Regions from separate parts of the Gossypium arboreum genome. Here region 1 is linked to region 2. Evidence: chromatin contacts called from public Hi-C data. All regions are on one chromosome and are shown on one strand. The core of a region is the stretch at or near the end of the contact, and the rest is flanking DNA. Distances in the headings are between cores, read along the strand shown.

Region 1 (7,642 bases), core at 2,229-4,728, 520 kb before region 2:
TGGATTTACCAGCTGCTGGTGGAGCTGACATGAACAGGTTGCTTGTCGTTCTAGCTGCTTTTATTTGATAATTTGTTTGTGGTTCTTACTTAGATGCACATTTACAGGAGATCTACCCATAGTAGGCATGGTAGGACTGATCATCGAGGCAGGGGAAGATTCAATTCTGAAGATGTTGATGGATGGAGAAAGAAACTTCCATTTATGGATTCTTCAAATGTAAAGTCTGCCGCACATTTTGAAAACCCTTCTGAATCAAATGTGCAAGACTACGTATCATTAGAAGCTTCAGACAAGTCTGGATCATATCCCCAAGCAAGAGATGAGGGTGAGTTGATGCCTCCGGTGTATGATCCAAGTGATAGCGAAGCGCAGGTAATTTTCTTCATATTATATGCCTTGTTGTTTTTAACCTAAATTTAATGTACAAATATATTTGACAATTTCTTCAGCGTGCCATGATGAGGGAACTTGCTAAGCAGCGTGCCAAACAACGTCAAAAAGAGGAGGAAGAGCGGGCTAGAGACCAGAAGGCTAAGGCTCTGGCTAAACTGGAAGAGTTGAACAGGCGTACACAAACAGCTGAAGGTTTTACTCCGAAGTTGGAATTTGTCCCAGATATTGCTGTCCAGAGTAAGCAGGAAGAATCCAGAATGCTTGCTGATGAAATTCCCTCTAGCAGATCTGAAATAACATCCTCGGTTTCTAGCCCAACTGTAGTTGCAGATGTTGGTCAAAGCAGCACTGTGGAACTTGAAAAGCCAACTGTTTTGTCCAACCAACAACCTTCAGTGTCAACAAAGATTGCTCATAAGGCAACTACAGAAATTCATAACTGTTCTTTGCCCTTGCAGCAGAGAGTTAATAATGCTGATGCTTCTCTCCATAATCACCCACAAGCTAGCGATGGTAGCACTTCAAAGCAGAAGCATATGGGCTATTGGAAAAAGGATCCTAACTCATTGGATAAGAGTTCCAGTGAGAAGTATATTTCTACAGGTACAACTGAATTGCCAAATATCCGTGCAGATGCAGTAGTTGATGCAGGTCCATCTGCTGAGGCTGTTGCAAATGAAACTGACTCAATGTCCGAGTCAATTTCTACACAATATGTTGTGAATGAGTCCACAATGCACCAGAAAAAGAAAAATAGCAGGAGTGGCAAGAACAAACACAAAGTGGAGGAGGCATCATCTACGGCTCCTTTATGGTCTGGGATTTCAAAAGAAACAAATCATACAAGTTCTGTTGAGAGTTTGAAGTCAAAGTCTTTTGAATCTAAGTTGGATCCTCACTCATTTCAGTCTCTGACTGAATCAAAGGATGGAAATCAGTCTTCAGAGCAGGATGTAGCTTTTCCTAATGAAGAAGCCTATGGTCAATTGAATAACCAGTGGAAATCTCAGCATTCTCGCAGGATGCCACGAAATCCACAGGCTTATAAATCTGCAGTCCATGGTGATGCTGTTGTCTGGGCACCTGTGCGGTCACATGCCAAAGTTGAGGTTACCGAAGAGGTTAGCCATAAGTTGGCTGTTGAGAATGTTGCTTCACAGACAAATAATGATGATCAAGTGCAGAACAATCCAAGAAATAAGAGGGCTGAGATAGAGAGATACATCCCAAAGCCTGTTGCAAAAGAAATGGCTCAGCAAATAATTTCTCAGCAACCAGTAACTCATTCAGATGATCCGAATGCAGCAGATGAGATCGTGGGAAGAGCAGATTCTGGGTCCTATGGTATTGAATGTTCTCAACATTCAGAAACAGCCACCAGGACAGTGGGGAACCCTACAGAGTCAAGGAATGATGGTAGGCAGGGAAGAGGACATGGATCTTGGCGGCAACGGGCCTCAGCTGAGGCAACTTCGCAAGGCTTGCAAGATAGACATTATTCCACTCCAAGTAAAAATGCTCAGAAGTCAACTGAGCAGAAGCAACCCCAGAAACCTGATTCCAGCCTAGTGAAAGAGCAGCCCAAGTATGATGAATGGAATGCTTCTGATGGTTGGAACATGCCTGAAAATCCTGATTCTACTGTACCACCTGTACCTGTTTCAAGATATCAGGGGATGACAGGCAGAGGAAAGCGACATCCATTCAAGGGACAGAAGGGTGGGGGAAACAACTATAATTCTGATCACAAGAAAACTAATAATGGGGAAGCTGATAAACTTAACTCACGATCTTCAGCCCCTGAGATGGCTCAATTAGATTCACCTGCTGCATCAAAAGAGAATCGTGGTGGTGGGGACCGATCGGCATCTCATTGGCAACCCAAATCTTCACCCATCAATCAAAGAGGAAGCAGGCCTGATAGTGATCAAAATGTTGGTACTGAAATTAGTAGGACTAACAAAAAGGATTCTGCTCCTCAGGCTAAGGTGTCGCATCCATCTCAACCAGAAAAACAAACCAGTAAAGGTGTGACTCTGCCTCCTAAAGATCATTATGTCTCCGAAAAAGGTGTTGAAGAGGCACATAATGTTGGGCTTCATGAATCCAAGAGGGAAAGGAATGTAACTTCACATAAAGAGCGCCCACACTCCCCAAACCAAGGTCCTGGTCTTCCAGTCGAGGCGCCTCCATCGAATATGGATACTAGAAATGAGCAGCGTTCAGTCTCAGGGTTCCGCAAAAATGGAAACCAAACTAACCGATATGGCAGAGGGCATGAATCTCGTGGTGATTGGGGCTCATCTGGTCAAGAAAAGCAGCCTAACCCACCAGCAAATCGTGAGAGGCAGAGGCACAATTCACATTACGAGTACCAGCCAGTTGGACCCCAAAATAATAACAATAATAGTAGAGCAAATAATCCTGAAGGAGGAAGAGAGGGATCTCATGGCACTGGTGCAAGGTACAAGGAGAGGGGTCAGACACACTCAAGGCGTGGTGGGGGTAACTTCCATGGACGTCTAAGTGGCATTGGTGGTTATGAGTAGGGAGGAAGAAATTGAGGGTAGGTATGTTATTTTGTTTTGGCGTAAACCGCAATCTGCCATGAACAAGAATTGGTTTGATCCCCACATATTTTCAGGTATTCACGAGTAGGCAGCATTTTTGTGTTGTAAAAAAATATTAAATCTTGTCTAACTGATAATGGTATATGGATTGATCAGGGCTAGGAGAAAAAAAAGATGGTGTTCCTAGGGAAAACATGATCGGAGGTGCTCAAATGCAGTTTATCATATGTAGTTTTCAACTGTTATTTGGTTTGGTCACAGTTTGTATACTGCGGAACCTTGGCCACATTTGTTTGAGCCTTGTATTTGAGTGAAGTAGCGAAGAAGTTTTAGTCTCCCACCTTTACTGGCTTTACCTCTCTTTCTTACCCTTTTTCTTAAAAATACAGGCCCTTTGCATTTTTATTTCAACAGTTATCATTTTCCCTTGCAGGAGGATTTGATTTCTCTACAAATTTATTAAATCAATAAAGATACAATGTGCTGATGCGTATAAGAACGTGAGAATTTAAATTCTGTTCGAAAAGAACTGGTTTACCAACCAGGGTGGGTTGGTTTCCTCTACGAGTTAAACACACGAACACAATAATTGGGATTTTGGGTTTGTTGATAAATGCTTTGGACCTCGGTTCAGTAAAAAAATAAGATTTTAACTATTTATGCTACGGCAAAATAGTCTGGTTATTTCATTTCTGAACGGAAACAGGAAAAGCGGTTTTTTTAATCATAATGAGAATGGTACTCAGGTACCGGTAGTACGCGAGCAAAAGAACATGAAAACAAAACCACCAAGCAGCTCTCGTATTAGGGCGTTGGCTCTGTCAACAACATTGCCAACATGATGTCGAGCAGCTGCAGCACTATCAGCAAGACTATCTTCATTGGTTTGGTTTGAGTTTATATTTTTCTACCTTGTCCTATTTTATTGTTTAAAACTAATTATAAAACAAAAAAAATTTTATATTAATATTTATACATTTCATAGTTAAATACGAATAAAATTATTTTTGAACAATAAAACAAGTAATTTGGACGAGGTTGGGCTCAAGTTCAAGCTTGGAATTTTTGAAACCTGCCCTCTATTTAGCTCGGTCCAACTCTTCAACACCTCTAGCTGCAATTAATCTCAGTTTTTCTATTCTTGGTTTACCATAGACGGGTGCAATCAATTAAGTCGATCATTTCTGTTTGTAATAATTGATGTAATCAATCAACCTCCAACTATAACTGAACTGGCTAAACCAATATAACTAACTTAAATTTAACATTGAAGAGTTCAATTGATTAAGTTAATTAATCACTTTTATGGTTTTTTTAAAATTAATTTAATATACATTTGGATTAGGTTGGTACAACGCCCCCAAAATTCCAATATAGTGAATACTACTATTTCGGGAGTACATGGTAAAAGTATGAGGAAATTTCAAGAAGATATTAACATTACGTTTAGTTCAACGTAATAGAATAGAGCGCAATTAGTAATTCAATTATTTAGTTGAATAGAATGTTATAGAATTGTAATAATATTCTTGTGTTTGATTGAATAAAATTATGTTATAATAGCATAAGGAAAAAATGTGAAATGATTATACTACTCTTAGCGAATTTTTTTAGATAGATGATAATTGTTATTATTATTAAATTTTAATAGGATTATAATTAAATGTAATTTAATAAAATAAAATAAATAATTTAATCATATTTTAATATAATTATTATTAAATATAATTTAATAATAATGTATAATTTAATAACATTCTTAATGTAATTATTATTAAAATATGAATTAATAAAAATAAAAATACATAAGATTAAAAATTAATATATAGCCTCCTTTATTACTTTTAAACTACATATTTAATATGTTACAATATTATTAGCGAAACAAATAATTTAATTATCTTTTAAATTAAAAAGCAAAAGGTTAGAAGTAATAAATAGCTTAATAATGATATTTTACATCGAAGCATAATGTTCTTAGATTAACAAAAAATTACGTGATGTCATTAGCTTGTATTAAATTTGAAAATGTGTCGTATTATGGTCCTATTTAACATTGCTATTTGTATAATTCTTTAGATTAAAAGATGCATATCACCATAAACAAAATGCTAGGCTAATAAAAAAATTTACAATTGCATCTTCAAAGCATGCAATATGTGATTCTTAATTAAGATATTCTAAAATTTGTCTTAATTTTTTGAAGTTGAATTGTTGTTTTGCCAATACGAGGATATCAACCTTGCCAGATATAGATCAAAAGACGAAATCCATTGCCTTTCTCCGACCTTATTAGCAACATTAAAGTTGTTTGTTACATCTTTAAGTTGAACTGGCAAAACAACCTTTTGAGATTCCTATACAAGAATATATTAAATTACTGCAATTATCAAACATAATAGTACTCAATACCAATAAAACTACAGGTTTTTTAAGGACATCTTGGTCTATCATAAACCCATATTTTTATAGACTTTCAAGACATGTTTGCATAAGTAGAAAGTTTTTTTTTTTTTTGAAAGCTCATGATTAGAAAGTTTTGATCAATATTCTGTTGAAGTTGGTCTCCATGCAGCACAAGCAATCAAGGAGCAAACCATGCAACATAAGTTATGCAGATGAAGTATGAAGAAACAGATCAAGCTGCTGTAGCATTTTCGGATGAAATACATGCAACTGTTGATGATGATGCTACTGTTCTATTTCAGTTTCATTTTGTTACTCCAATCAATATTTTGTAACATGGTTGAATTTGAACTTAGTAGGTGAAGTACTTGATGTAATTTTGTTGACATTTAAGCTGATAAATCAACTTTACAAAGTGTACAAGTTAATTTAACAAGTTTCAATGTATTTTAGTGGTGTTAGGTGGACGTTTAGGTGAATTTGACTTGTAATGACCAGCTTATGTGTAGTATATGTAATGGCATTATGCCAAAGTTCATTATGAATGAAAATCTATCAGATTTCATCCATTTTTTAATCTACCATTTTCTTTGCTTTCAATTCTATTTTGTTTTTCAAGCTCAAAATCTCCTGACTGAATTTCAAGTTTTCTTCATTCTTGATCCGGATTTATTATGTTGTTGCTTAAGTTACAGACTGAGCTTCATACTTCTTTCGGATAAATTGTTCCAAAACCCCAACAATTGGTATCTAGAGCTGTAATATCAGTGGACCTGTTTCGTTCTAACTTCAAATCGATGGCTTCATTAGTCTTCTCACTAGTTGCAATACCGGTCTTCAATGGAGAGAGCTATCACATATGAGTGGTCAAATTGAAGACCTACCTATAGCCATTTGACCTATGGAAGGTGGTTAACTCAGATGTTGAACTAGTACCACTTAAAGCTAATCTAACTGTGGCTCAGATCAGGCAGCATGCTGATGAAATGACCAAAAGACATAAGGCCATGTCTTATATCCAAAATTGTGTGTCAGATGTGATTTTCATAAGGATCATGGCCTATGAGACACCAAAGCAGGCCTGAGACAGATTGAAGGAGGAGTTTCAAGGGATTGAGAGGATAAGGTAGTAATAGCTATTGAATTTGAGAAGGGATTTCGAGAACTTGAAGATGAATGAGGAAGAAACTGTCAAGCAGTATTCAGATAGGATTATGGCTATGGTAAACAACATAAGATTGCTTGGGGAACAGTTTAATGAAGCAAGGATAGTGGAGAAAGTGATCTTAACCTTACCAGAGAGGTTTGAGGCAAAAATATCTTCCCTCGAAGACTCAAGGGACCTGACCAACATCTCATTCACAGAGCTGATCAATGCTCTTTATGAACAAGAGCAAAAGAGAGCCAGCAGACTGGAGGAGCACCAAGAAGGTGCTTTCCAAGCCAAAACCAAGCCAGTCTCCAGCACCTCTGCCTACAAAGGTAAGAAGACCTAGAAAGACAAGCCTAAACTAGATGCTACAAGAAGAAAGGACTAACCTTGTAGAAATTGCAAAAGGCCTAGTCATCTAGAGGCAAATTGCTGATTTAGACCAGATGTGCAGTGCCAATACTACAAAAAGATGGGCCATGTTGAAAAGGTTTGCAAAAGTAAGGGCAGACCAAGGCAGAATCAACCACAATAGCCAAAGGCTGAAGCTAGAGTAGCAGAAGAGGGCAGTGACCATGAGGAGCAAGTTTTTACAGTATCTTGCTTAGCTGCTGAAGAGAAAGCCACAAAGGGATGGCTCATAGACAGTGGTTGCACCAACCATATGACACCTGATGCTGTCATCTTCAAGTCAATAGACAGAAGCTTTAAAACTAAGGTGAATGTAGGAAATGGCCACTTCATCAAGGCAGAAGGCAAGGGAGATGTGTTGATAAGCATTCTCATATGTAACAAACTAGTTTCAAATGTCTTATTGGTGCCTGAGATTGATAGAAACCTACTCAGCATAGCTCAACTGCTTGAGAAGGGCTATACTATGGTGTTCAAAGGCAAGAAATGCCAAATCAGTGATCCAAGTGGATCCAAGCTCATGTCAGTAGCTATGGCTGATAAAAGCTTTGTTGTGGATTGGAACAAGGACCTAGACAGTGCCTACACAGCTACCATAGATGAATCCAAGCTGTGGCACAAGAGACTTGGTTATGCCAACTACAAGTCAATGGCTCAGCTGACCAAAGGAGATTTGGTTGAAAACTTCACTAATTCAGTTGAAAAAGAA
Region 2 (7,270 bases), core at 4,541-7,040:
CAAGAATCATACAAAATCATTCATGTCATAACCCCCAATATTTGACAGTTTTACAAATTGATCCCCAAGCTATCTAGATTAAGCTAAATTGACCTCAAAAATATAAAAATCATTAAAAACGAGGCTCGAAAGCACTTACATGCAAGAGAGGAAGTTAACTGAATGCTTAAACCCTAAAATGGCTTCTTTTCCTTCAATTTTTTCAGTGGGAATAAAGCATGAAGAGGATGATACATCTTTTTTTTTTTACTTTAATTTTAAGTTAATTTGTTATTTTACTAATTTAACCTTGATTTATAACTTAAAAATCACTTAAATTGTGTCCATAAATGTCCACTAGCTTTATGAATGGTATAATTACCATTTAAATCCATTCACTTTAAAGTTTCATAGCTACATGACCCTTTTAACTAATGGAACTCTACTTTTACATTTTTTACGATTTAATCCTTTTCACTTAATTAATAATGCAAATATCAAAATTTCTTAACGAAATTTTAATATGATCTTACTAACATTCCATAGACATTAAAAAAATAAAAAAATAAAAATTTACTCTTTAGGTTTATGATCCCGAAACAACTGTTCTGATTTCACTAAAAACGGGTTGTTACACGGGCTGCTCACACGAGCTTCATAGAATCCGCAACACATGATGGATCTCAAGCTATCATATTAATCCCTGATCAAACCTTGTTTCCTTTTTTTCTTTTGAACCATTTCCTTTTTCATTTGGACCCTAATCGTTCACTTAGTTCACACGGGAACTGTTACTGTTTCCGTATCATTTCAAATGTTGACCATCATCTTATACATATAATTTAATCATATAATAATTTGACATCCACTTAGTACATTGTCTATGCGTATTAACTATATTTTCCATACTTTACAATTTAGTCCTTTAGATGCCAAAATCATCAAAATTACAAATAACTAATAGACATTATAATATAATTCAAACATAACATAAATTGCATAGTAAGTTCCATGTGAACTTACTTGGAGAAAATAGCAACAAATGAAACAACAAGGACTAATATGTAATTTTGTCTTTTTCTCGATTATCCTCCGGTTGGTTCAATTCCTGATCTATATGATAATTTATTTCAATTTGTCAATTCCAAATACCATATAACATCTTATTATATTCATATGATAGTTTAATTCTATTTTTTGAAAGTTTCCTAAAGTTTCACATTTTATTCAATTTAGTCTCTAAAACTGAAATTGCTATAACTTTCAAATTTAAGCCTCGATTTAGAAAATGATCTCAATTACATCCTCATATATTTCTCTGTTACCTAAAATTATGGGAATATAACATCAATTTTGAAATTCATGCACTTTAGTCTTTATGTTAAAAACTAGCAATTAAACTTTACAAACTAGTCCTTTTTCAAATCTAAGCTTAAAATCTGACAATTTAACACCACTTTCATCAAGAATTAAACAATGGAAGCTTTTATAAAATTTAACAAATTTCAAAAATTGGTACCCAGGCTTGCTAAATCAAGCTCCTGAGACTTCAAAAACATAAAACTACAAGAAAAGGATTTGAAATTACCTAATAATTGAAGAACTAAATGTAAAGAAACTTGAAACCCTTTTTCTCTCTTTAGGTTTGATGAAGAAGAAGATGGATGAAGAATTTTTTTTTTTCGTTTGTTATTTATATTAAGATTAACACTTAATTTATTATAATTAACCTAATTAACTAACACTAATCACACTTAACTAATTTTGGTGGACAATAATTTTCCACCACCACTATTTGGTCTCAATATAGTGGTCCAGTTGCTTAATTGGTCCTCAAACTAATTAAAAAGTCATAGCAATTAACTTTTACCACTTTTATAATTTAGTTCTTATACATTAATTAACTATCCAAATGAAAATATTAGTAAGCCGAATTTTAATTGAACTTTATACTAACATCATAAATATTAAATAATAATATTTATGGACTCGATTATCAAAAATAGGGTTTCAAAACCATCATTTTTGACACCACTAAAAATGCATTGTTATAGTGACACCCATTTCCTAGTGTCGTGACATTGACCCTATTTACCCTTTTTTGACCTGATTAAGCCCCAAATGATTTCTGTTTGTAGCTGAACTTTAAAAGAAGCTTAGAAATGAATTAATTAACTTCAATTGGTTTTAGTTATGTTTAAAATAAAGTTTCAAAATTAATTTTTGTATTAAATAGAGTTATTGTTCAAATGTGACATCCTTTGCTCATGATGTACCAGTTCATCCTGGGTAAGGGTTATTACGTAATGCCAATGAGAGAATATCATTTACCCTTATAGATTTATGATTTCATTGTTGTTGAATGATGCTACATCATGCAAAAGTCATATATCTAACGTACTAGCTTTCAGTTCCTTATATATTTTAACTCAAGCTTTCAGTACATCAAAGTATACGAGTCACACATACATAGTCCATTATCCACTCAAGATTAAGTTATGCCACATTATAAACATCATAAGTGAATAAATCCATAAACGTATCTAGGATAAATTTAACTTGGGTCTTGCCCAACGCATTGTCAATCCAGATAAAGCCATCTATGTATCTATCTTCTAAGAGTCATTCGTTCTTATGCTCAAGATAAGACATCTCACTAATTGGACTTGATAGACAGTATGAGTTTTTCAATTGATTTGCTCTATTTTGATTAGGTTACGAACTATTTAGATTATCTACTAATATAAATTATATTCTTATATTATTATTCAACCACATAATATAACTTAATATTAATTAAATATTAGATAACACATGAGCCAATAGTTACTTACATTTTGCTTTGCCTACAAAAACTATTAAGGACATATACAAATGATATTAATGTATAAAGAAAATTTATTTAAACCAATTAGTTTGAAAATTACAAGTATAAATTGCTGAATATACTACTCTTAGGATACTGGATCCTAACTTTTCTACCGAGGGATTCGTTCTTACTATTTGTGACCTTATTGCTTGGTCGGATGATTGGGAGTGTAATAGAGTATACATCGCATTTAAAGATTATCAATTACTTTTTTTTTTTGTAAAACAAATTATACATTATTCTTTTGTAAGTTTGATGCTGATAAACAATAAATTGATTTGGATTCGAAAAATGATATTTTGTAAAAAAGTAAGGTATTTTAAGGAGACTATCTTAAGAATATTTATTTTCGAAACGATAAAAAAATAATATACTCAATATACAATGTCTTTACTCGAATGAAACAATTTGAATTGCACTATGGATTATTTTAAACCGCAAAGAGCTTAGAGAAACATTCAATGAAGAAAGAATATTTGTAGTAATGATTCTCACTCAAACTTGATGAACTCAAAATTAATCTCTCAATTCTAATTAATGGTAGAAATACCTATCTACCACTTTAAAAAGACATAATCTTTCCTTTTATATTACTTCCTTTCGTTTCCATTATATATATAATATGTATGTATGATTGTAGTGTATATATATTATAACACAAAACCTTAACGGTATATATTTTACTTAAAAACACTTTCTATAATATAATATATAATATATATTACCTATATATTATATAAAACAAATAGATAAAATAGGATGGCTGTGAGCTTGTTAACTTTGGTGTTATTTCATTTTAAGGTAGAAGAATACTTTTTAAGTGGTAATGTTATTTGATATTGAGATAAATAATTTTAGATTTTATTTTTATTTTTCATTTTAAATCAATTCATTATTTAAATATAATTTTAAAAAGTTTTGATTATTTATATATAAAATTAATAAACGAGTTTAATTGAGCTTGAACTAAAATATGATGTGAGCACACCCGGGGTATCCTCGAATGTAAAACAAGATTTAATCGAGCTTCCAAAAGGTCCCATGACTCGAGCTCGAACCAAGCAAATTCAAGACGCTTTATCAGCCTTAGTGTTGCGCATTTGGGATGATAACAAGGTCCATGATGTTGGAGGAGCTAAGGACAACACCTTGAAGACTTAATGCATTCTTTTGCAATCCGATCTCAGCTCCTTTCCATCTCTCCATGCGCCATTCAGCTCCAATCAGCTCACTTGAGCTTGATTTAGCTCGTTTGAGCTTGAATTTAGCTCGTTTCAGCTCATTTCTTTTACATTACAATAAACTAAGTTTAAACTTTATTCTTAATTAAGTTTGCTACAGCTCATGCCGAATTTCCTAGCTCAACTTAGCTCATTAAGTGTTTTTGACTATTTGAGCTAGCCGAATTTAATTTGATAGTTGACTTATAAATTTTGTTAGTGTCATTAAGTTGTTTAGTTATATCTTTAATTATGATTATATGAATAATTATTTTATTTAATTATTTTATTTAATTATGTAGGTTCAGCCGAATGTGGAGATTCATTCATGTCAAGGTGCATGTATGGGAATGTTCATTGAACGGGAAGATTCATGCATGGTTCGGTTCAATGTTTGGAGGACTTACATTCATGTACATGGAGGATTAATTGCATACAATGGATATTGAAGAATACATCTCCCTTAGATGGCACACATGCATGAATGAGGGACAATTAATGCAAGTGCATGTACGGCTAGGTTCAAGCTCTCTTCCAAGTTCTATGTACAGCCGAATGCATGTGGGAGGACCCTTGGGGTTTCTAAGCACCTATTCGGCCAAGGGACACCTCTTGGAAGCTTCTTGCACTCCATGGCCGAACCTAGACAACGCGTTGAGCTCCCAAAGGTGCACATTCATTCAAGTGATTAAAGCTCATACATGAAGCTGTCCAAATACATCCCCATCAGCCGAATCAAGACTAGTTATTTAATGTTTTCATTCTAGAACATTCTAGTTAATTCATGACTGAATTTGCTTAGTCTTTAAGCTAGTTAGTTTGTCCATTCGGTTACTACATGATAGCCTTTAAATAGTTTGTTGATTTCATTGTAAAAGGACTTTTGCCAATTTGTTTAATGAACATTGTTCTTGTGATGTTGCTTCCTCTCATATCTCGTACAAGTTTCGAAAGACTTATCTAGCTAGTGCTAGTGGCGTCAATCGTCCTTATTTGAACTTATCACCAATCTTGGTGTGGCCTTCACCCATCCATCTATTCATCCTTTTTCCCTTAACAATATAGGAACTGGGGTGACACTTTTTAGTGTTGAATCATTCCTGATGTTAAGTTCACTATTCCATCCCCACCTTACATTATCTCTTTCTTATTGTTTCAAAACCGAACCATCCCTTCAACATCCTTTCTTGTTTCCTTAGCCGAACCTATCACTACCCTTTGCATATCTTTTGAAAACCTTCCGCTAATTCAAACCTATTTTTTTTTCAATTCTATTTCCGTGACCGAGGCACGAACGACCCTTCTCGTCTATGATTGGGCATTACATGAATTCGACTCAATCACATCAAAATAGCTCAAATATATTTCGAGTAAAGTTTGAACCTAAAAAATAATGTTAGATCGAGCTTGAGTAAAGTATTGAGCTCAAACTTGAGCTTCCCACTATTCAAGATCAGCTCGACTTTATGCAAATGATAATACTCTTATTATATAAGAATTTGAAAATAAAAATTAAATTAAATTGGTTAGAACTCTAATTTTAAAAATTGAAAAAGATAAGAAATAAAAATGATAAGAGTATAAAGAGTAAATATGGGAAAATAAAAGGAGTGATAAGAGAAGTGGAGAGTGATATAGATAAGATTAAAATTTAGAAAGAGGTTAACAATACTTAAGAGACAGAAGTCAAAGGTAGAAGGAATATTTTATTCCTAAGTTAATTATAATTTTTGGGACTGAAACGGAATTAACCGTGAGCAAGCTGAAATGGAAATAGCTGTGAGCCAGGCCTACCTTACTTGATAATATTCTAACATTTTTAATTTCTAAAGTACCACTAGAAGGGCCGGCAGGGCGTTTCCCATCACAAAACTTGATAACACTCATAATTAATTCCTTACGAATACGATTGCAATTTTCATTTCCTTTCTTTGCCAAATCCATAAGCCAAAGCATAATAATGAGAATTTTTACCCAGCTACTCTGCTAACTGCTAGGGTTTGGACTTTGGACTTTTGGAGTTTGACTCGGCCGCATGGTCAGAATATATCTTCTTTTTCTTTTTTTTCTTTTTCCTTTTTGATTTTCCACAGCTTTGATCTATTTCTGCTTTCCGTCACTGAATTGAAAACTTTTGAATTCTTTTCTCTTCTTTCCGTTTGATGAATGATTTTCTGCTTTCTGCTTTCAGCTTTAATTTTTCATTTGATTTGACTTCTAATTTCTGATATGCTTTCTTGATTAGCAATCTTCACTAAATTCAAATAATGCTCTCTAATTATTGTTGTTGTTAAAGCTGCTTGTGCATCGAACCCATAACTCTTCACTTTCACATTCTTCTTCTGAATTCTGCATGCAAAACTTTCTAAAATTGTGTTATAATGGAAAGCCCATCCACTAGTTAGCTACTTGTGTTCCACTGCAATATGAAAAGGTGATGAATTGTCAAGTTCCCATGGCTATCTTGTGATTCACTTGCTTTTGGTCTGTTTACTCATTCCCTCTCCTTTCTTTTTCTCCTAAAAAAAATAATTTTAGGTTTCGTATTTTTGTTGGATGCAGAAACTACTAGACTTTTGACCCATCCCTTCACCTTCTTCTGATAAGGGACAACAAGGTGAGTAAATGCATTTTTTTGTATGAAAAAAAAAAAAAAGGTTGAAAATCTTTTGGAGACTTGTAGTTAGAGTCCTTTGATGGTGCTCGTGAGTTACCTACTACTTCTGCTTTATTGGTTGGACATTTAATTAGTTTTTTCTCTGTTGCTTTGCGTATTGCAGCACATATCTGATTCTTTTGCTTCATATGTCTGTGCTCATTAACTTAATGCCATTTACTTTTATGATCTATCAGATTATATTGGCTACACTATTCAAATTCCTGTCTTTCATGCTGGAAATAAGTCAGTTTATTATAGAATTTGACTAAATTTGCCTGGATTGACAGATATAGTAACACTCAAGATATGGGATGTCTGGTTTCAACTCCCAAGGATTCTGGAGGAAATAGGCGGAGGCCAGGAAATATTGGGGAAGTTTCTGTATATGTACCAGGTTTACGAATTCCCAAGTCTGTGGATTTCTTTCAATCACTCGGTGGTCACTTGTCAAAGACATTAGTGGAACGCCTTACTGCCTTGAGAACTCGTATAGTTGTTATGGCTGGCCAAGAAGCACCTACAATTACAAGAACAAGGAGGAAA

The links. Hi-C and Micro-C count contacts between places; a contact is called where the count stands out from the background.
Region 1: a contact with region 2 is called in a Hi-C map of leaf, with 5 times the contacts expected there. The contact joins the enhancer-like site here to the promoter of LOC108475991 in region 2. A contact is called at or near these places in 2 of 5 Hi-C or Micro-C datasets (both in leaf).

The regions. Positions count from the first base shown.
Region 1 is chr3:72,605,772-72,613,413 of ASM2569848v2, reverse strand. LOC108466102 (protein MODIFIER OF SNC1 1) reads left to right here. Exons shown (of 11, transcript XR_001868605.2): 8 at 1-37; 9 at 108-375; 10 at 453-3,040; 11 at 3,123-3,465. Among protein-coding and RNA genes, the nearest start is that of LOC108466102, 11 kb to the left of the region's middle. Within about 2 kb of position 3,478, at least 2 of the 2 cell types and tissues checked have an H3K27ac peak or open chromatin away from gene starts, as enhancers often do. A contact at or near this core is called in leaf, where this site is marked.
Region 2 is chr3:72,084,916-72,092,185 of ASM2569848v2, reverse strand. It overlaps LOC108475991, which reads left to right and starts at 5,790. Exons shown (of 12, transcript XM_053025743.1): 1 at 5,790-6,106; 2 at 7,015-7,270. The coding sequence starts at 7,034.